3 separate regions of the Mus musculus genome follow, and all the other regions are linked to region 3. Evidence: chromatin contacts called from public Hi-C and HiChIP or PLAC-seq data. All regions are on one chromosome and are shown on one strand. The core of a region is the stretch at or near the end of the contact, and the rest is flanking DNA. Distances in the headings are between cores, read along the strand shown. Region 1 holds the start of Atxn2 (ataxin 2). Region 2 overlaps Atxn2 (ataxin 2). Region 3 has its middle 16 kb from the start of Gm52786.

Evidence for each region. A called contact is a pair of places that touch in the nucleus more often than the background predicts. HiChIP or PLAC-seq counts read pairs in DNA pulled down with a chosen protein or histone mark.
Region 1: an H3K27ac HiChIP or PLAC-seq map of embryonic stem cells shows a contact between it and region 3, with 2.9 times the contacts expected there. The contact joins the promoter of Atxn2 here to the enhancer-like site in region 3. A contact is called at or near these places in 11 of 39 promoter capture datasets (the C10 cell line, the HPC-7 cell line, cranial neural crest and 5 more), 3 of 484 Hi-C or Micro-C datasets (all in embryonic stem cells), 14 of 115 datasets of contacts at active chromatin or transcription factors (embryonic basal ganglia, embryonic forebrain, embryonic hindbrain and 5 more) and 1 of 9 other capture datasets (embryonic stem cells).
Region 2: a Hi-C map of myocytes shows a contact between it and region 3, with 1.6 times the contacts expected there. The contact joins two enhancer-like sites. A contact is called at or near these places in 1 of 15 datasets of contacts at CTCF or cohesin (embryonic stem cells), 7 of 484 Hi-C or Micro-C datasets (B cells, the Ba/F3 cell line, bone marrow-derived macrophages and 4 more), 6 of 115 datasets of contacts at active chromatin or transcription factors (T-cell acute lymphoblastic leukemia, bone marrow-derived dendritic cells, embryonic basal ganglia and 2 more) and 1 of 9 other capture datasets (pancreatic islet).

What each region holds. Positions count from the first base shown.
Region 1 is chr5:121,709,267-121,713,071 of GRCm38.p6, reverse strand. Atxn2 (ataxin 2) reads right to left here and starts at 1,463. Exons shown (of 25, transcript NM_009125.2): 1 at 796-1,463. The coding sequence starts at 1,436.
Region 2 is chr5:121,804,527-121,808,677 of GRCm38.p6, reverse strand. It overlaps Atxn2 (ataxin 2), which reads right to left. Exons shown (of 25, transcript NM_009125.2): 21 at 2,403-2,456. Among named protein-coding and RNA genes, the nearest start is that of Mir7031, 13 kb to the left of the region's middle. Within about 2 kb of position 1,332, at least 51 of the 459 cell types and tissues checked have an H3K27ac peak or open chromatin away from gene starts, as enhancers often do. A contact at or near this core is called in myocytes, where this site is marked.
Region 3 is chr5:122,069,079-122,073,053 of GRCm38.p6, reverse strand. No RefSeq gene overlaps it. Among named protein-coding and RNA genes, the nearest start is that of Gm52786, 16 kb to the right of the region's middle. Within about 2 kb of position 1,928, at least 27 of the 459 cell types and tissues checked have an H3K27ac peak or open chromatin away from gene starts, as enhancers often do. A contact at or near this core is called in embryonic stem cells, microglia and myocytes, where this site is marked.

The sequences.
Region 1 (3,805 bases), core at 214-2,713, 360 kb after region 3:
TTGGGAGGGAAAATGCGGTGCGTGTCCAGAGCCCGCGGCCAACCCACCTCAAGAGTCCGGCCCTCGCCCACCTCTATTCAAAGGCGCCTTCTGCTCCGCGGACGAGGAACAGCAATGCGGATCGGCCACCACCCGCGCGCAGGGGACCTTGCGGGGAAGGAGGGAGGCGGGCCTGGAGGGAGCCGGGCACTCCCACCCCTTCCCCAGTTGGGGGGGGGGAGGGGAAGAACGGCCCGCTGCGGGAACCCCGCCGCCCCAGATCTAAAGGGGGATGGGTGCGTTAGGCCGCTGGCACCCACCTCGCCTCCGTCGCCCACCTTCCCAGGGTCTGCGGGGCGGGGGATAGATATGCAGGACACCCGGCTTGACCCTACCTGGGGCGGCTGGGCCTCAATCTCCCCTCCTCCCTCCCGACTCCCCACCCGGCAAAGAGGCTCATTTCAGGAGAGGATCCCCCCACCCCCTGCGACCCGCACCCAGGCTCAGCCGCCCTTCTATCGGGGGGGGGGGCGCAGCAAGGGGGTGGGGCGGGATACCAATCGCCCCTGGCACACCCGGGAGGGGCAGGGGGCCGCCAGGGCCGTCCATCTTGGCCGTCTGGGGGGAGGGGACGCGATGGTGCGGGAGGCTGGACACGGCCCGAGAAGCCCGAAGGAATCTGCCGGCGCCTCCCGCCCCTCCGCGGGCCCCCCGGCACATCGCGAAGCCGGCCGGTCACGGGGCGCGAGGCGGGGGAGGGGACGAGCGGCGCGGGATCGGCCCGGCGCGGAGGGGGCTGGGGGAGCTGACACCCACCTGCCCAGGCCGGGACGCCCGCCGCCCGCGGCCGCCGAGGAAGACGCCACCGGCGCGGCCGGGGCCGGCACCACGGAAGCCGAGGTCACCGCGGCCGAGGCCGGCGCGGCGCCGGGCGACGAGAGCAGGCCGCCGCCGGGCTTGCGGCCAGTGGCGGGCGCGGGCGGCTGCGGCTGCGGCTTCAGCGACATGGTGAGCGGCCCATACACCGGCTCGCACGCCGGGCGGGGACAGCCGGGTGCCGGGCGCGCCGAGGAGGAGACGCCGGAGCGCGGCGGGGACGCGCGGACGCCGGGCGGGCAGGCGCGGGCCGGCGTGGCCGCGGGGGCCAGAGGCAGCAGGACAACGACGAAGGGGCGGGGAGGCCCGCAGACACCGAGCAGCCGCCGGGAGCCGGGCCGGGACGCGCCGTGGCCGTTGCTACCAAAACAGTCTGAGGCGCAGGGTGGCGAGCGCGGCCCGCGGGGAGGGGCGCCGGGGCCGCGCGGGGGAGGGCCGGCGGAGGGATACGCCACCGCGCCGCCCCGCCCGCCGCGCCGCGCCGTCCGCGGGAGCGAGCGCCGCGCGGCCCAGCCCGCCGGGCGGCGCGGCTCGGGGTCCCCCGCCGCGGGCCGCTGAGCGGCGGCGGTGGACGAACGCATGGGACCCGGGCTGGCGGACGCGGACGGGGTTGACGCGGGCCTGGAGGGCGCGGAGATGCGAAACAGACCCGGGGCGGGGGAGGTGTCGGGGGTGGGGGGGGGGACTCTTTACCGGAAGTCGGAAGGGTCAGGCGGAAGTCGAACGTGAGACGGCCCGGGGGGCCGATCAGGGACACGTGAGGAGCGGGGCGCAGCGCTGGGCCGCGTTCGCTCTCCCCGGGGTCGAACTAGGGCCGTGGAGGGGGCCAGGAGGGATCCGCCCTCGCCAAGGCGGGTCTGAACTTCGGGATCTGCTTCGGGGACGGGCGCCGTGAGCTGCTCGGGTGTCCTCGACCCCCTTGGAGGACCTTGATTTCACCCCACCCCCACCCCACCAAATCACAACTTAGAGGATGGCCTGCGGGCACCTTCGGGGCGGGGACCTGCAATCGGGGCCTGGCACACAGTAGGCCCCCAGGTGCCACTGCGTGCCGACTTGCCCTGCCAGCGTGGGGAAGCTTGCCGCCTCAGAAGCCACCGCCAGCTGCTTCACTTTGCCCCACTTTATTCACCCCGGCGAACTGTTGGGTCTCTGACCTTCATTTGAACCCTCTTTTTTTTTTTCCCCCTAGCTCGCTCGGACTTCTTAGTTCCTCCTTCAGGGGACCCGAAGGGAAATGGACCTGATTGGTAGTAGAACTGGGTGATGGGGTCTCCCTCGGTGAAGACTAAACAGACTTTCCCAAGAATGTCAACTTTAGACCTTGACCCCTTTTAAAAACTTTTACTTTAACTCGGGAAGGCCACCAAACACTGGTCCGTTTTTTTTTTTAAGGTGTTGTAATTAAATTGGAAACAAATGGTTAACTTTTTTCAAATGAGTTTAAATTGGTTTTTTTTTTTTTCTTTCTTTTCTAAGTGAAATTGCTTAAGAAGGTGATGGGCCGAGGGAAAAAAAAAAACCCTCAACCTATTAAAGTCATTCCAGTGAATTAAAGGCAGGCATGGTGTTCTTGCCTGTAGTACGAGCACTTGGGAAATGGAAGGAGGATTAGACAGTCAAGGTCATCTTCACCTTCATGAGGGAATTCTAGGCCAGGCTAAGCTACAAGAGACCCAGTCTCAAGAAGGGGCAATTCAATGAAGAGTTACCCCTGGTTATGGCACATGCCTTTAATCCCAGCTCTGGACAGGCAACTGGATCTCTTGAGTTCCAGACTTGTTGGTCTACATGGATTTTTTTTTTTTTAAGTAGCTAGCAGATAGCTCAGAAGGTAAAGGCCCAGGCTGCCTAAGCTCACCACCTAACTCTCAACCCTGGAGCTGGCATGTGGAAGAAGAAAACTTAAATGCTTGGAATTGTCCCCAGCCCTCCACCCTTGGATTGTGCCACACATATATAAGCAATATAAGTATGACCTTGTCGGTGGTGGTTTTTGTTCTTGTTTGGTTTTTTCCGAGACAGGGTTTCTCTGTGTAACAGCCCTGGCTGTTCTGGAACTCACATAGATCCACCTGCCTGCTGAGATCAAAGACCTGCTTCACCATGACTGGCCATAAATATGACTTTAAAAAAAAAAGAGAGAAAAATGGATCTGGGGTGTCAGTTTTAGATAGGGAGTATAGCATTGCCTCTCCAGCTCCACACCCCTGGTCCACCTGTGAATAATTAAAAAGAAAAACTTAGAACGTATATAAGAGTTACTAGTAGTCCAGTTGAAATTCAATTAACCTACATAGCCCAAATAAAAATTGTCATATTTGGTGAACACTTTCTAAAAGGTCATTGTTATTTCCCAAGAACATGGAGAGAGGGAAAGTTAGCCTTCCTAGATGTGGTGGTCCTTGAAAAAGTGACCCTGAAGAAGCCTGACATGAAAGCAAAGCCTTGAATCCCAGCATTCGGGAGATAGAGGTCACAGGGAAAAGAGTTCAAGGCCAACCTTGGCTACTACTACATAGTACATTTTTACCAGCTCTGTGAAACACTGTTTCCAAAAGAAGCCAAAATAAGTAACAAATCTAGGGTTTAAAACATTACTTGAGCCCGGCAGTGGTGGCGCAGGCCTTTAATCCCAGCACTTGGGAGGCAGAGGCAGGTGAATTTCTAAATTCTAGGCCAACCTAGTCTACAGAGTGAGTTCCAAGACAGCCATGGCTAGACAGACAAACCCTGTCTCCAACCACCAACCCCCCCCCCAAAAAAAAAAACAGTACCTGATTCCTAAATTGAAAATGAATTCGTAAAATATATACTAATACCGGTAAGTTCATGTTAAAGGTTTTTTTTTTTTTTAATTTTATGTGCATTGGTGTTTGGCCTGCACATAGGTCTGTGTGAGGGAGTCAGATCCACTGGAAATTTGAGTTATAGACAGATGTGAGTTGCC
Region 2 (4,151 bases), core at 83-2,582, 260 kb after region 3:
ATTGAGCCACCTTCCTGGCCCTATTAGACATCTTTTAAAAAGATTGATTTTTATTATATGCATATGAGTGTTTTGCCAGTGCAACACACACATGTGCAGTGCTCACAGAGACCAGCACAGAATACTGGATCCCATGGAACTACAGTTACAGATATAGTTACACATGGGTGCTGGCAACCAAACCTGAATCCTCTGCAAGAGTAACCAGTGCTCTGAACTGCTGAGCTGTCTCTCCAGGCCCTAGTATGCATTTTAACAAAACACTTTCAGGAGCATCCAGAGAAATGTTTCCATCTGCTCACTTTCTGGCTCAAAGAGGCCTAAAAAACAAGTACCTTATGTAACCCTTTCCCCTTGACTATAATGTGAGAAATCGGGAAATGGGAACCAACACTGTAATTCCAGCAACAGCAAAACTAAGGGCAATAAAAAGCGGGAGAGGGGCTGGTGAGATGGCTCAGCAGTTAAGAGCACTGACTGCTCTTCCGAAGGTCCTGAGTTCACATCCCAGCAACCACATGGTGGCTCACAACCATCTGTAATGAGATTTGATGCCCTCTTCTGGTGTGTCTGAAGACAGCTACAGCGTACTTACATATAATAAATAAATAAATCTTTAAAAAAAAAATCAGGGAGAGGGAAATTAGAGAAACAACAGAACAGAAAAGACTGGGGAAGGTAACCAAGAGCAGTCTTTGGAGAGTGGCAAGCAAGGCTCTCAGCCAAGGGCAGGATTGAATGGCTTTTCCTCTGCTGGTTAATTTAACTACTTGGGAGACTAGAAAGACCATGAATCCCCTCAGATGTTCTGAAATCGTTATTCAGCAGCTAAACTACTACTTACAAGGCTCAAACAGTCTCCCGAGAGTTGGGTGAGAGGACAAAGCGCTTCTTGACTTAAGTATTTAAAATTCTAAATATGTCAACTCTTTTTTTAACATTAACTAGATTCCAGAAACAGTCCCCTAAGTCATGAGGTTAACAAAAGCGAATTCAGTCCTCAGGACCAGATGTTCACTCTGTAAATAGTTTCTATCATTTTGACCTTGGATGTACAAGTCATTCGTGATCACTAGCACTGGAAACACTGAAAATAAGCAGAACAGGATCCTCCAACTTCAATAATTCCAAAAAGGGGATATAACTCAAGGAGATTTTAGGGGGCAGAGGGGATAAAAGACATCACACTAAGGCGAGGCAAAACCGCAGTGGACTAGGGCAGAACACTGCGGTGACTAAAATCCCCAACAACAGCTGCTGGCTTTAGTGCTGACTCCTTTCATGAGGAAGCTGTGCTCAGGCTGTTAGTGCTTAGGGATGATTCAAGACCTTTCAGCCATCTGCCAAGGAAATGACTATGACTGTAACAGCCAGCAGGATGGTAAGGATAACTGCACTAGAGACCTCAAACTGTGCTCCTGAAATCCTCAGGGACATTCTCAATAAGACTACTTTTCCAAGAGCACATGAAAGGGCTCTATTTGTTAACTTATCCCAGGCACCAAAAAGTAGCAACTAATTAATGAAAATTTAAGGTAAAAATGTTTCCAAAACCCTGATGATTGAGTAGTCATTCCAAAATAGCCCAAAATTTAGTCCCAAATTTAATAACATTAAATCTTATTGTTTGTTAGGACTCATGTTTCATACAAAGTGACATCAGCACACACATTTCTAAAAGGTCTCTTAGTAATTAGCCTATCAAAGCCCATGATCTGCTTCCCGGTAAAGCAGGAAAACTCCATCTCCTAAGCTCCCTTAGGGAAGAAGGTAGCCTAGACCACACATTGTTACAGGCTTCAGGACACTTCCAGAGGCCTTCACACTTTAAGCCTCTAGTCATGCAAATAGCGCTAAGACAGAACTGTGTCTCTAACTACTTCACCTGTGCTACAGGAATCTCAGTGAGGTCACTTCTCTGCAGCCCAGAACACTACTCACTAGTACTTTAAGCTTTGCACAAGCTTGTGGCTTAGTATAAAATACTACCAACAGTTCAGAAAAAGTCTCCCAGAATGAGGAAAACAAGGTATTTCCCATACAGCTACACTCTTGCGTTGTATTCAAAATGGCTTCCTGAAAGAACTCAGTCTTTGATTCCAATTTTCTTAAGCTATGACATAAGACATAGTTCTTTTGTCAAAACTCTGAATTATACAAACAGAGCCACAAATCTTAACTTTACCTTTTTTTTTTTTGTACTAGGGAATGAATTCAGGGCCTGGTGCATGCTAGAGCAAGTTACTCCACCACTGAGCCACATCCCCAGCCCAGACATGCATACTTTGAATAATTCTGTCTGGTAGAAAGAAAATGTTCTCCAACAAATTAGCTACTTTAACACGTATCCCTTAAATAGTGTTTACTGTGTAGTTAAAATTAGTATAAAAACCCCAACTCACTGGCAAAGTAGAAAGAAGGGCTTGTCTCCTTGTTGTATGGTAATTTGGGACATGCTGAATGTGGGAAATAGAAAGGTAAATTAGCCTCTTGAGGTGTGCATTCCTGATGCTCTGGAAAGGCCGACACATTCAGTGATCTTTTGTATTCACGCACAGTTCGTTTGGTCAGGGGTGACCAGCACTGTAAATAAGCATTGCTGCAGAGATTTACAAGCGAACAGGACTGAACCGGAAGGCTTTCCTTCTGTACTGAGGTAGCAAGTCCACACGCTGACTTGCTTAAATAAAAAGAATAAGATTATTATCTGATAGAGAACCGTTAACTGATAAAAAGACCAACATGGCATCCATCAAACAGCCTTGTCATAAGCAAGGTACCCAGATAAAACAGTATTTAAGCAAACTCATGATACATAATTTTTCACAGCAACACAAATGTCACCACAGGCCCTTGGGTAGTAAATCCCAAGGTTCATGACATAAAAATATAAATTTAAGTATCACACTATTCATACTAAAATGTGTCTGTCTAAAAGGGTATAATTAAAGCTCTGGGAGAATATATGAATATTAACAAGCAGATGTCAGGCAGAAGGATTACAGGAAATCCTATTTCTTTATGCTTATTGTACTTAAAAAAAAACTTATCTGCATTAAACTATACATGTTAAAAAATATTTAGCTGGTATGGTTGTTCACACCTCTAATCCTAGCACTTGGGAGGCAGAAGCAGGTGGATCTCTGAATTCAAGGCCAGCCTGGCCTATATAGCAAGTTCAAGGCCAGCCAGGGCTATACAGAGACCCTGTCTTTTTTTGGAGGAGTGGGAGTGGGGCTAGTGAGAGCACATTCAGTTCTTCTGGCTGACTTGTCAGTCAGACAGCTCTACCACTGAGTCTGAAAATGGAACCACTGCTGGAATAGCAACTCAGACGAGCAGGACAGACGCTACAGTGATCACTTTGCAGGGCAGAGGCAACAAGGGGAGTCTGCTAATAGAAGTCCTTCCTCACAAAGAGTACAAGGTGACACCATGTAGTCCTCCTCAACACAAGGAGGGCCTTTGCCTTGAGAGAACCAGTAACAACAGAGAGGCAGATCAGCAGCAGAACTGAGGACAAAGCACCACTGCATTGTAAATCAACAGCTTCAAGTGTCTTATTTCTTGGGTTATAGAAAATACATACTTTTCAAAGGAAATGAACACAAAATTAGTATTTCCATACAACAGTTTTCAAACTGTGTGTGTATACATACATATATGTCTTATATGTATGTATGTTTGGCATAACTGATCTATGGAGCAGCCAAGGTACTGACAAACTGTGTCAACGTATTAAAAAATGATTTTTGACTATGGGAAAATCCCCAAACAGTTCATTTCCTAGTGCCCATTTTATATAGGTACTGCATGACAAAACCAGGAAGGCAGCACTGCAGAGCACTGCACTGGCAGCCACAGTGCTGTTCCAAAAAGCACTACAAACTTCAGCTCCAGAGTTTCCTCTTAACCCAGTGGGGGCCAGAAAACCAGGAGGAAAGAAATGTCTCTTCCACTTCTGAATCACACAGCAGCAGTGTCCAAACATAAGCACTTCAACCAAGCCTTTTACCAAGCTGGAAGACTGTGGGAATGCATACAAGGTACAGCAAGGTCAGCGAGAGACACCGCCAGGGCCTTTCCATGTGAGGTCTGATCTAATCCCAGGGAGTACAACTGATCACACACTGAAGGACAGACTCATCATG
Region 3 (3,975 bases), core at 679-3,178:
CCTCCAGCAGTCACTAACTGATGATATTTATTAGGATGCGAGTCCCATTAATTCTGGGCATTATCTGAATATGTATTTATGATGGGTGTTGGGAGAGGGGGGGGCTTCTCCTTCTCCAGCCTGGGCCAGTCTGTGGTTGCATTTGGTACACACCACATGCGGGGTGGGTTGTAAGATGTCAGTCATGGTCGTAGTAGTCAGAACTCAGTGCGTTTTTTCTTAGTTGAAGGGAAGCTGACTTTAGGACCAAGCCCGCGGTGAGCAGAGCCCAAGCTATAAACTCTGCCGGGAGGGTGGCTCTGTGTGTGTGTGTGCGTGAGCACGTGTGTGTGTGTAAACTCTGCCGGGAGGGTGATTGTCCTTGGTAGGGGTGGTGGTGGTGGAAAGCCCAGCTGAAGACGGGCTCAGATGGGGAGGGGGAAAGTGAGGCGCTGTGGATCAGTGGATGGGTGTGTGAGGCTGAGTGGAGAGGTGTGGCACCACAACAGGGTGGCCTTGGGGACCAGAGATATGATTCATGTTCTTAAATGATGCTATGTAGGGGTACACACACACACACACACCACCGAGAGATGCCCAGAAAAAGCCACACAACAGTTGAAACTTGAGCTCTGGATGCCCTGGGACACCTATGTGTTCTGTATCCCCAGGTCTGGAAGCTGCACCCAGACCCTCTTTCACTACAGCCTCAGGCCTTGGGCGACATCATCAGGACCCTTGGCTCCTGTGAGACAGACTCAGGCCCAGCCAACCACAGCACTTTCACGTCTCACCTCTCTCCACATAATGATTAGGTCTCTACTGTGAACTCAGTCAGGCCTAGCCAATCAGAGCTTGCCATCCTTCTGACTTAACCATGATTGGTTCTTAGATCAACACATGACCTAAGTAAGATTGGTTAGTAAGGTAGCCTTACCTCCGGAGTTAAGTCAGGACTCAAAGGCCAGGCTGATGGCTGGGATTTAAGCTTTGAGATCCTGGCAGCCATATTAGCAGCGTGAGGGAGAAGCTACTTGATAAGGGAAACTTGACTCCTGACAAGGAGCAAGATAGACATCACCCAACAATGGCTGACCCATGAGTTGTATGTTCCGTGATCAAAGTCTGTTCCAGACCCTGTGGCAATGGCTACTCATTTGCCCCACCCCCACCCCCAGCCGCCTGAGTACTATGACTACTTCCATTTTACAGATAGGAAAATGGAGGCCCAGGAGCTCACCGAGGCAGGGGCGGAGCCAGAATCTCAGCCCAAGAGCTCTGGGTGCAGAATCCCAGTTCCTAAGCATAGGGCATTATTCTACAGCATGTATTGGGCACCTACTGTGTACCATGTTGTGTGGAAATGTGGGCAGCATTCCTGGAATCTGGCATGCCCAGTACTGGGTTGCCATGGTGACCTGCCTTTGGCCTGGGTGGGGAGGAGCGGACATCTATCTTCTTCCAGTTCTGCTAACTGCAAGATCAAGGTCAAGGCGTGGCCCACTGTTGTGGTGTGACCTGACCTCCTTGCTGGAGGACATGGCTTCTGTGTGCATGTTCAGGAAGAGGAAGGCTCCTGAGGCTTCATGTCCCCAGTCCTGCTGGGCGGGCCTGTTCTGTGGCTCATCCCATCCTTAGGAAACTGGTATGCAGACAGACACAGGGGGTGCTCCATGGTACATGGGGAGCAAGTTTCTTCCAGACCTTCAGGAGTAAGAGTGTGAGAGAGTGGGTGGGCCAGCAGTGGGGGGAGCCAAGGGTAACCCGGTAGGTACCCTGTTTCTATGACTTTTGCAGAGAAACTCCTTAGCAGTGAGCCTGGCGGGCCCTCACAGACCTTCACAAATGTCAGGGGTATTTTTAGCCCGCAGAGCCGATGCGTCCGGTGGCGGACGCGAGAAGTGAGAACGTCTGGACAGACAAAGTGCACAGCCACAGGAATCTCTATTTCAGGCTTGTGGGGCCTGGCTCGGCCAGAGAGAGACAGCAGGCTGCCTGGCAGCTGGAACCAGAAACCAGCCTTGAGATAACCGAGGCCTAGAACCTTCTCTGATCTCCTCCCGGGAGGGGAGGAGGGCCCTGTAGCAAGTGCCATCTGAGTGGGTATCCTGGGGTGGTGGGTGGCCAGTGAGGTGGCAGGACAAGATTGCCACTGTCGATTCCCTGGGCAAGTATTCACAGGGCTTGAGGATCACTGTGGAGTCGGGAAAATTCTAGAAGCACATGGTCTGGACTAGGTGCTTTGTCAGCCTGAGGGACTGTGGTTACACAGAAGGTGGGCTCTGAGCCTGTCTCATAGTCAGAGAAGGATCCTAAGGAGGGTGTGTGTGATCCTTGAATTAGGGGCTTCAGTGACACTCTATAGCAAGCCAGCCAAGATGGGAGTGGAGTGTGAAAACCTGGGGGAGGGTAGAGGAGGGAGTTCAATCATTCATAGATAGATAGATAGATAGATAGATAGATAGATAGATAGGTGTGTCAGTGTTTTAAAAAGAATCATCTATTTATTTTATGTATATGAGCACACTGTAGCTGTCTCCAGACACAGCAGAAGAGGGCATCAGATCTCATTGCGGATGGTTGTGAGCCACCATGTGGTTGCTGGGATTTGAACTCAGGACCTCTGGGAGAACAATCAGTGCTCTCAACCGCTGAGCCATCTCTCCAGCCCAGATGTGTGTTTTTATCTGCAGGACGCTGTCCAGAATCCCTCGTCAACACCCAGAATGGCACACGGTCCCAACCTTATGGACGTGTTCCTGATGGTGTGTAGTTTACTAGTCAGCCATAGAATCGGCTATAGAAGGAGCTAAGGGATGATGGGAAATCCAAGCAAGGATGACCACCATGTCATAAAACTTACCTATAGCTCCGAGCCGAATGGAGTACTCCCATGGGCCAGGCACTTGGAAGGTTGAGGTCCAGAGAACCCTTGATCCCAGGAGTTTAGGCGAGTCTGGGCAACAGAGTGGGATGCTGTCTCTAAGAGGTATGAATAAGGTATAAATAGACAAGTGAAATAAAGGATAATATACAAAAGGAGGAAGGACAGAAGGAAGGAAGGAAGGACAGAAGGAAGGGAGGGAGGGAGAGCTGGCGGCAGTTTCACTATGGCACGTGACTGACCCACATCTGCTCCAACTTCAACCTCACTGCAGACTTAGGAGTAGGAGATAGGCTTTTGGTCCCATTTTGCTGCTGAGGGGACAGGCTCAGAGAGAGATCAGCCTACTCACCTGAGGCCACACAGAGGTACTGGAAGATGCCCTATCCATGCAAACCCCGTAGAAGATGCCCCATAGTCCTGGAGAGCCCAGGCTTTCCCCCTTTCTAGCCATAGCTCAGCTCTGACTTCATCCACAATTTGTACTGTGCTGGGATGGACCACACCTCCCTCCCTCCAGTGTTCCCAAGACAGCCCAGGACACTGCCCTTCCTAGCACACAGCCATGTGTGCAAGCCAGCCTGACAATGATCGCTCACTTTGTATCCTGCTTTAAATGCTTTAAACGGACTCTTCCCCTCTTCCAAATCCCTGTAAATAGATGTATAGGACAAGGCAGCTTTACAGTACTATAAACGAAACGCCAGTTTTTCTTTGCAGAAATAGAACGCAAACTAAAAATAAATATATAAATATTAAAGTTTTCTTTTAATTCCCACGTTCATCTCGGCACAATCCCGTGTCCCATACACACCCCCCAGCCCCCACCGCACACCCCATACTGGTTCCTTATTCCTTCCAAAGGCAGAGAGACAGCAGGGATTACAATGATACACAGTATCAAAGAAATTGGGGTAGGAATGCCCGAAACAGGACAAAGCGACACCAGGAACCTGTCGCATGGATGGACCAGGAAGTACCCAACATTGGCATCTGTGGTGCTGCCCACCCTGCCCATCAACTCTCATCCGCGGGAACACAAGATGCACACACAAAGTGGGGCGTCACCTCCAAAGCGGGCACTCAAAAAAGACCATGTTGGGGAGGAGAGA